2 separate regions of the Mus musculus genome follow, and region 2 is linked to region 1. A link is a contact called in public HiChIP or PLAC-seq data. All regions are on one chromosome and are shown on one strand. Each heading gives the region's core, a stretch centred on a gene start, on an enhancer-like site or on the middle of the called end of the contact. The rest is flanking DNA. Distances are from core to core; before and after follow the strand shown. Region 1 has its middle 12 kb from the start of Gm51798. Region 2 has its middle 34 kb from the start of Gm40630.

Region 1 (3,194 bases), core at 401-2,900:
GTGTAGGGCACACTCGTGTGCTACAGTGGGCATGGGGAAGCCAGAGGACACCTCACAGGAGTCAATTCTCTGCTTGCACCACCCGGGGGCGTACTTAACATTGTCAGGAACCTGCAAACTGCTCTCCACAGCAGCCTACAGTTTACATTCTCATCAGTAAGCTACGGGTGCTCCGATTTACCACATTTGGACAGTTCTTCCTGTTGTCTGGTTTTGGTTATAGCCATCCTAGTGAGTGTAAGGAGAGATCTGAAGATGGCTTTAGTTTACATTTCCATTGGGATCAATGATACTGATTGAGTATCCTTTTATATGTATATCAGGGTGTGTGTGTGTGTGTGTGTGTGTGTGTGTGTGTGTGTGTGTATCTTGGAGAAATGCTAACCCAAGTGCTTTGATAGTTTAAAGGTTGTTTGTTTGCTTTTTCATTATTGAGAAATGAAGACTATTATTTTGGACGTTAGACCCTTCCTACAGATTGTGCAGCTATCTTCTCCAAACTGAAGCATTCTGTTCTGGGGAGAGGAAGGGGAAAACTCGAAGGCTTAGAAAGCTCAGGAACATTACAGGAAGCTCAGAAAGCTACTAGCCTCACACACAATCCCTCCCACAGCAATTGCCCTGGAGCGGAGCCTTTTTGGTGTTGCTGCCTACAAACTGGGCTACAGGCTCTTGGATGTGGCTTACATGCACTGCTAGCTGGGGTAGGAGACTTTGGGTGATGGAACTGGTCACCCATGCTTCTGCCAATAACCGTAATAAACTCATTTGTTCAGCAAGTAAGACTTTGGGGGAGTGGTTTCCTTACTTCTCCTTGGTGCCCCAACTGTAGTGAACAGACATTTGGTCACACCTCCTGAGGAATATTCACACAACATCCCGTGTGGAATTGGCAGAGTCTCCCATTCTATTGGGTTTTGGGAGGTAGGGGCAGAGGTTGTTTGTTTTTGAGACAGGGTTTCTCTGGGCAGCTCTGGCTGGCCTCGAACTCACTCTGTAGAGCAGGCTGGCCTCAAACTTGGAGATCCACCTGCCTCTGCCTCCCAAGTGCTGGGATTTGCTCAGACTGTTGTCTGAGTTGCCACCCTGCTCATTCCCTAGTGGTTATTTTCACTTTCTTGATAAAATCCTTCAATGTTACAGGTTCTTAGATTTGTTAGGGTCTAATTTACCCCAGCCCCTGTGTATTGCTTCTGCGTTTGATCCCAGACCCAAGACCCCATTTCATTAAGGTCATGATGCTTTCCTCCTGTGTTCTTCTAAAAGTTTTATTGGTTTAGCTCTTGACATAAGCTATTGATCTATTTTGAGTTTCCTCTTACATGTGGTGTAATAACTAAGCTTCATTCTTTGGCTTGGTCTATCTCGTCTGGACTGTTGAAAAGAGGAGAAATATTTTTTGAGGCAGTGGTATACTGTGGTCACCTAAATGATGCAGGGCCTGGGGAACCAGCGTGGTTTTCAGGGTCTCAGTGTGTAAGCTACTGGAGAGTGGAGCAGGGTGGACTGCTGTGGCCAGCTGAGGAGACAAATCACTCCCTCTCGGCTGGAGCAGCGTCAGCAGGCACCCGGACTCCCATGAGCGGCTGGAGTAGAGAGGAGAGATGGCTCTTGATAGCGCCAAGGTCAAACTTTGCTGAGGCAGCAGCAGTGGTGAGCCAAGGCCACCAGAGGGCACAGCAGAGGTGGTACCCAGTGGGAACACATGAAATGGCCTCTTGGGGTCACGTGGCAGCCAGAGAAGCTGCTCGGAGGCTAGGAGGGAAAGGGCATGGAGCCAGGTGGCGGTGGCGGTTCGGAGCCCCACGGAGGTAGATCATTACGGTGGCAGGTCGGAGCCCCACGAGCCGGGTCTTTACGGTGGCAGTGGCAGGTCGGAGCCCCAGACCATTGCCGAGAGTCATTGCTTGTCCTCTACCACAAGGAATGAGTTACAGTTCCCTTCCCTTTTCAAAATGCAGCTCAAAAGAGCGCGTTCTGTCTTCAGGGCCCCAGCTCTCTGTGAGAAACTCTGCACCAGACTTGAAAATTAAGCTGTGTTTGCCAAACATAGTTTTTGAATGACTGCTTTTTAAGGTCACTGATCATATATGCAGCAGAGAAAATATAGGAAGAAAGAGGGATCATTGACTTAAAACTTGTGGGGAAGGGAGTCCCGAAAAGCTAATAGGCTTCTGTAATAGTCACCTGTTTCAAAATTTTCAGATGTCAGGGCAACAGCTCATCCTTACTTTCACACAATTCCTGGGCATTTTTCATTATGCAGTAAGCGTAAGATTTGAAATTAAGTTTCCAGATGAAGGAAGAGATCCCCACCCTAAGGCCTTCCTGTCACATAACTAAGACAACTGAGGACAATAACCCCCCTGAAAGGGTTAATTCTGCAAAACAAAACAGCCCCCCCAAACCCCCAAAGAAAAAACAACAAAAAAAGAAAACAAAAACAAACAAACAAACAAAAATGAACCCCAGAGAAAACCACGAGGTGCTTTTTGGAACATTCCTGATAACGCACACATCTGTATTACACTCTCAACCCCATGGGCCTGGTGCCATCTCTGAATAGCAGAGAAACACTGAGCCAATGCCTGACAGGATCGTTCAGAGCCAGAACCCCAGGAAAGCCCCAATAATAACTAAAATCTACAAAAGGAAACAGCGGTAAGGCCCATTGCCCTTTTATTAAAGATGCTATTTCAAACCTGCCCCACTGCTGAAATCGGGGGGGGGGGGGGGGCGCTGATCTGGCAGCGGCAGCAACCACACGGTGGTATCAGGTGGTATCAGCCCGAGGGAGATACATTTATAGGCATCAACAACCTAAAAGAAGGATGCTCTAAAAGTGGTTTGAAAGAAGGACACTTTGGACCCGTTAAACACAACACAAATGTTACAATGTGTGTAAGCCAGCGGCCTCTGCATGTCTAGTGAGGGTGGTGGCCTAAGCGGAGTACAGCAGCGTATCCATCCACTTTATGAACTGAGTCAGGTAAATGATACAGCGGTCAAGGGTACCTGCCAGTAGCTTTGTTGAGGCAGGAGAGGAGAATCACAATGAAGTTTTTCCTTCTGTTCTTTAAAACATTGTTAAGGTTGCTATTTTTTCTGTTGCAGGGAGGGGACATTCCCTTTTAGTTACCTGTAAAAGGATACAAACTCCAATGCACTGGGCATTTCGTATTGAAAACTTTCAA
Region 2 (3,194 bases), core at 209-2,708, 85 kb after region 1:
GCTGTTTTTGATCCCAGTTGTTAACATTGAATTTTATCCCAGTTGGTTCCTGCCAGTCCTTCCATGTTTGCATTCCTCTGTTTTGTGTAAGAATCCAGTAACCTCTTTGTACCTTGCCAGTGTGTCACCCAACTTCCCTATTTTCTTCTGTATAAAAAGTTTGATGCTCAGTTTGACAAATTGCATTCAGATTCTACACAATCTCGTGTGTTGCTTCTGTTTGTCATTCATTCACTGACTCCTTGTCCACCTGCAACTAGAGACCTGTTCCAACCAGATAGGAGACCCAAAAAAGGGATAGTCTTTGGCACACTACCAAGGAAGCTCAGGAAGTTTAGGAAAGTTGCACTTCCAAGGAAGCTCAGAAAGTTACAAGATTGATCAGGCTCCTGCCAGGGTTATGTAAGTGGCGAACAATTCATGGGAGGATGGTACTCTCCTTAGGAGTGCTGCCTGCTTATTGTGCAGGAATGTTCATGGATGCAGCTTTTTTGAATCTTACTCATGCCTGGGGATAGTTTTCTGTGATGCCTTTGAGTCACTCAGACTTCAGGAAGAGCCCTCTTACCCACTTCCCTGTAATTAACTCCAATAAACTTGTTTCACAGAGCTAGACTTTGGTATGTCATCAGTACCAATCTGGATTAGTAGATATTAGTTCATAACTCCCTAGAAATAGTCATACAACAATCCCCCACTGCTATGGCAAGAAGAATGGTTTCTCCAACTTACAGAGTGGGAAAATCAGCGAGGAGCAATTCTAAAATCCTTCTCCTCCCTGGTGGGTGTTTGCTGAGATGCAGGGTCTTGAAGATTTTTACTCTTGGAAGCAAATGATTTTTTTTTTTTGGCAAAGCTTGAATTTCTGAGTTTGCTAGAACAGTCCTGATATGGTAGCCAAGTGCCTCAAGGGCTCCGTACTCAGGCATGGATCATCTTGATGGGCCCTGGCTACCACAGTGAAGTGAGCCTGGCATTTGATGGCCACACGGGGACTCTCACTGACACCGGGATTGGCCAGAGAAAGCATTCTGCCAGGTTTTGGCACTGCAGGGCACAGGATCAAGGTCTATTAAATGCCTTACAAGAGAAAAGACCCAGTACCTCTTGAACTGAGAGGACCCTAGAGGCCTGGTTGCAGCAGCTATAGCTAAGGAAGAAGGCACCTCATCTCCTCCCCCTCCCCCACCCATTCTGCACTGGCTTGGGAGCCAGAAGCAGCCAGTGAGAAGCAAGAATGTATGATTATATCCAGCAGACCACGCAGTCTTTCTGAGCTTGGGTCAGGTCTGAGCTTGGAAGAAAGGGAAACACTGGAGCATTTTATGGGCAACATTTAAACTTTGGACATGTTTACTACTGTATCATGAAAACAGTTTGTGTAAACTTGAAGTGGGCCCAGCAGTCATGGGATTGCCTGAGCAGTTGACCAGGAATAGAAGATCCCATAAAACAGGGCAGAGGGCAGTGCTGGAGGAGAAAGAGGGAAATAGCAACAACTGTAACTTCCTGCCCAGTTGGGACATTTTATCCCACTCAGTAAGTGAATAGAGGGAATGAGTTTTATATATAATTTTGACTCAGTGCTCCCTGCACACCTGGCATGACACAAATCCAGATGTTGCCTTCCTGGCAGCTTCGGACAAAGGACAGCATCAGGCTCCTGCACCAGCTTTGGAGGTGTGGCTGGAAATCCACCAAGTTCATGACTCAGGCAAGGTTGACCTCAGGCCACTTGTGACTCTGCTATCATGTGGGGCAGATTGCCCTCTCACCCTCTCCTTATCACTCCCCTGGCTGCAACCTTAACAACTTTAAGAACTCAAGAAAGTAGACATCCGCAAATCAAATAACCCAATTAGAAAATGGGGTACAGAGCCAGAGAATTCGACACAGAGGAATCTCGAATGGCCAAAAAGCACTTAAAGAACTGTTCAACATCCTTAATTATTGGGGCATGCAAATCAAAATGATTCTGAGATTCCACCTTTACACACATCAGAATGGTTAAGATCAAAACCTCAAGTACAGCTCGTGCTGGTGAGTTTGTAGAGCAAGGTAACACTCCTCTGTCGCTGCTGGGAATGCAAACGTGTACAACCACTTTGGAAATTAATTTGGTGGTTTCTCAGAAAACTGGTAATCGTTCTACCTCAAGACTCAGCTATGCCATGGCATAAAGATGCTTAACCATAGCACCAGGACACATGCTCCACTATGTTCACAGCAGCTTTCTTTGTAATAGCCAGAAACTGGGAACAACCCAGATGTCCCTCATCTGAAGACTTGATAAAATGTGGCACATTTACACAATGGAATATTATTCAGCTATTAAAAACAAGGACATCATGAATTTTGCAGACAAATTGATGGAACTAGAAAATATCATCCTGAGTGAGGTTACCCATACCCAGAAAGATATGCATGGTATATACTACTTATAAATGGACATTAGCCATAAAATACAGGATAAGCATAGAAACTCAAAGAAACTAAGGAATAAGAAGGGCCCAAGGGAGGATGCTTGAATCTCATGCAGAAGAGGAGGTGAAATAGATATCAGAGGTGGATGGAGGGGGAAACTGGGTGGGAAAGTGAGTGAAGAGGGGAACAGGGAGGGGATCAGGGGTGGGGAGGGGATAGGAGAGGGCTGGCAGAGAGAGCAGAGACTAGTGTGTGAGGGTATCTCTGGGACAAGCTTTAGTCCTGGGACAAGGGGAGGCTCTAACTCTGTGATGGGTGGCCCTAGATGAGACTTCTAGCAGGTGGGGATGCAGACAGAGACTGGGGTGGCCACCAGAGAGGTGGGATTTCCTGTGGAGGGAGGGGGACACCAACCCATTCACAGGACGCTTGAAGTAGGTGGGTATGTAGTGGGTATGTATCAGGGATGGGGATGTAGTGGGAGGGAGGGAATGGCCAACCAAAACCTGCTCCAACTTGAGACCCATGCCATGGGGAGAGAGCCAACCCCTGCCATTATTACTGATACTCTGCTATGCTTGCCGACAGGAGCCTAGAATAGCTGTCTCCTGAGAGGTTGCATCCAGCAGCTGATGCAAATGGACGCAGAGACCCAGTGACAAACATTGGGCAGAGCTTGGGAAGTCTTGTGGAGGAGGGGGGGTAGGATTGAGGGAGCAGTGTCAAGGACACCACAAGAAGACCCACAGAGTCAACTGACCTGGGCCCAT

The links. HiChIP or PLAC-seq counts read pairs in DNA pulled down with a chosen protein or histone mark.
Region 2: an H3K4me3 HiChIP or PLAC-seq map of bone marrow-derived macrophages shows a contact between it and region 1, with 3 times the contacts expected there. The contact joins two enhancer-like sites. A contact is called at or near these places in 5 of 39 promoter capture datasets (3T3-L1-derived adipocytes, embryonic stem cells, liver and 2 more), 12 of 484 Hi-C or Micro-C datasets (cerebellum, embryonic fibroblasts, embryonic stem cells and 5 more) and 5 of 115 datasets of contacts at active chromatin or transcription factors (Th17 cells, bone marrow-derived dendritic cells, bone marrow-derived macrophages and 1 more).

What each region holds. Positions count from the first base shown.
Region 1 is chr10:42,029,546-42,032,739 of GRCm38.p6, forward strand. No RefSeq gene overlaps it. Among named protein-coding and RNA genes, the nearest start is that of Gm51798, 12 kb to the right of the region's middle. Within about 2 kb of position 1,651, at least 61 of the 459 cell types and tissues checked have an H3K27ac peak or open chromatin away from gene starts, as enhancers often do. A contact at or near this core is called in bone marrow-derived macrophages, where this site is marked.
Region 2 is chr10:42,114,388-42,117,581 of GRCm38.p6, forward strand. No RefSeq gene overlaps it. Among named protein-coding and RNA genes, the nearest start is that of Gm40630, 34 kb to the left of the region's middle. Within about 2 kb of position 1,459, at least 13 of the 459 cell types and tissues checked have an H3K27ac peak or open chromatin away from gene starts, as enhancers often do. A contact at or near this core is called in bone marrow-derived macrophages, where this site is marked.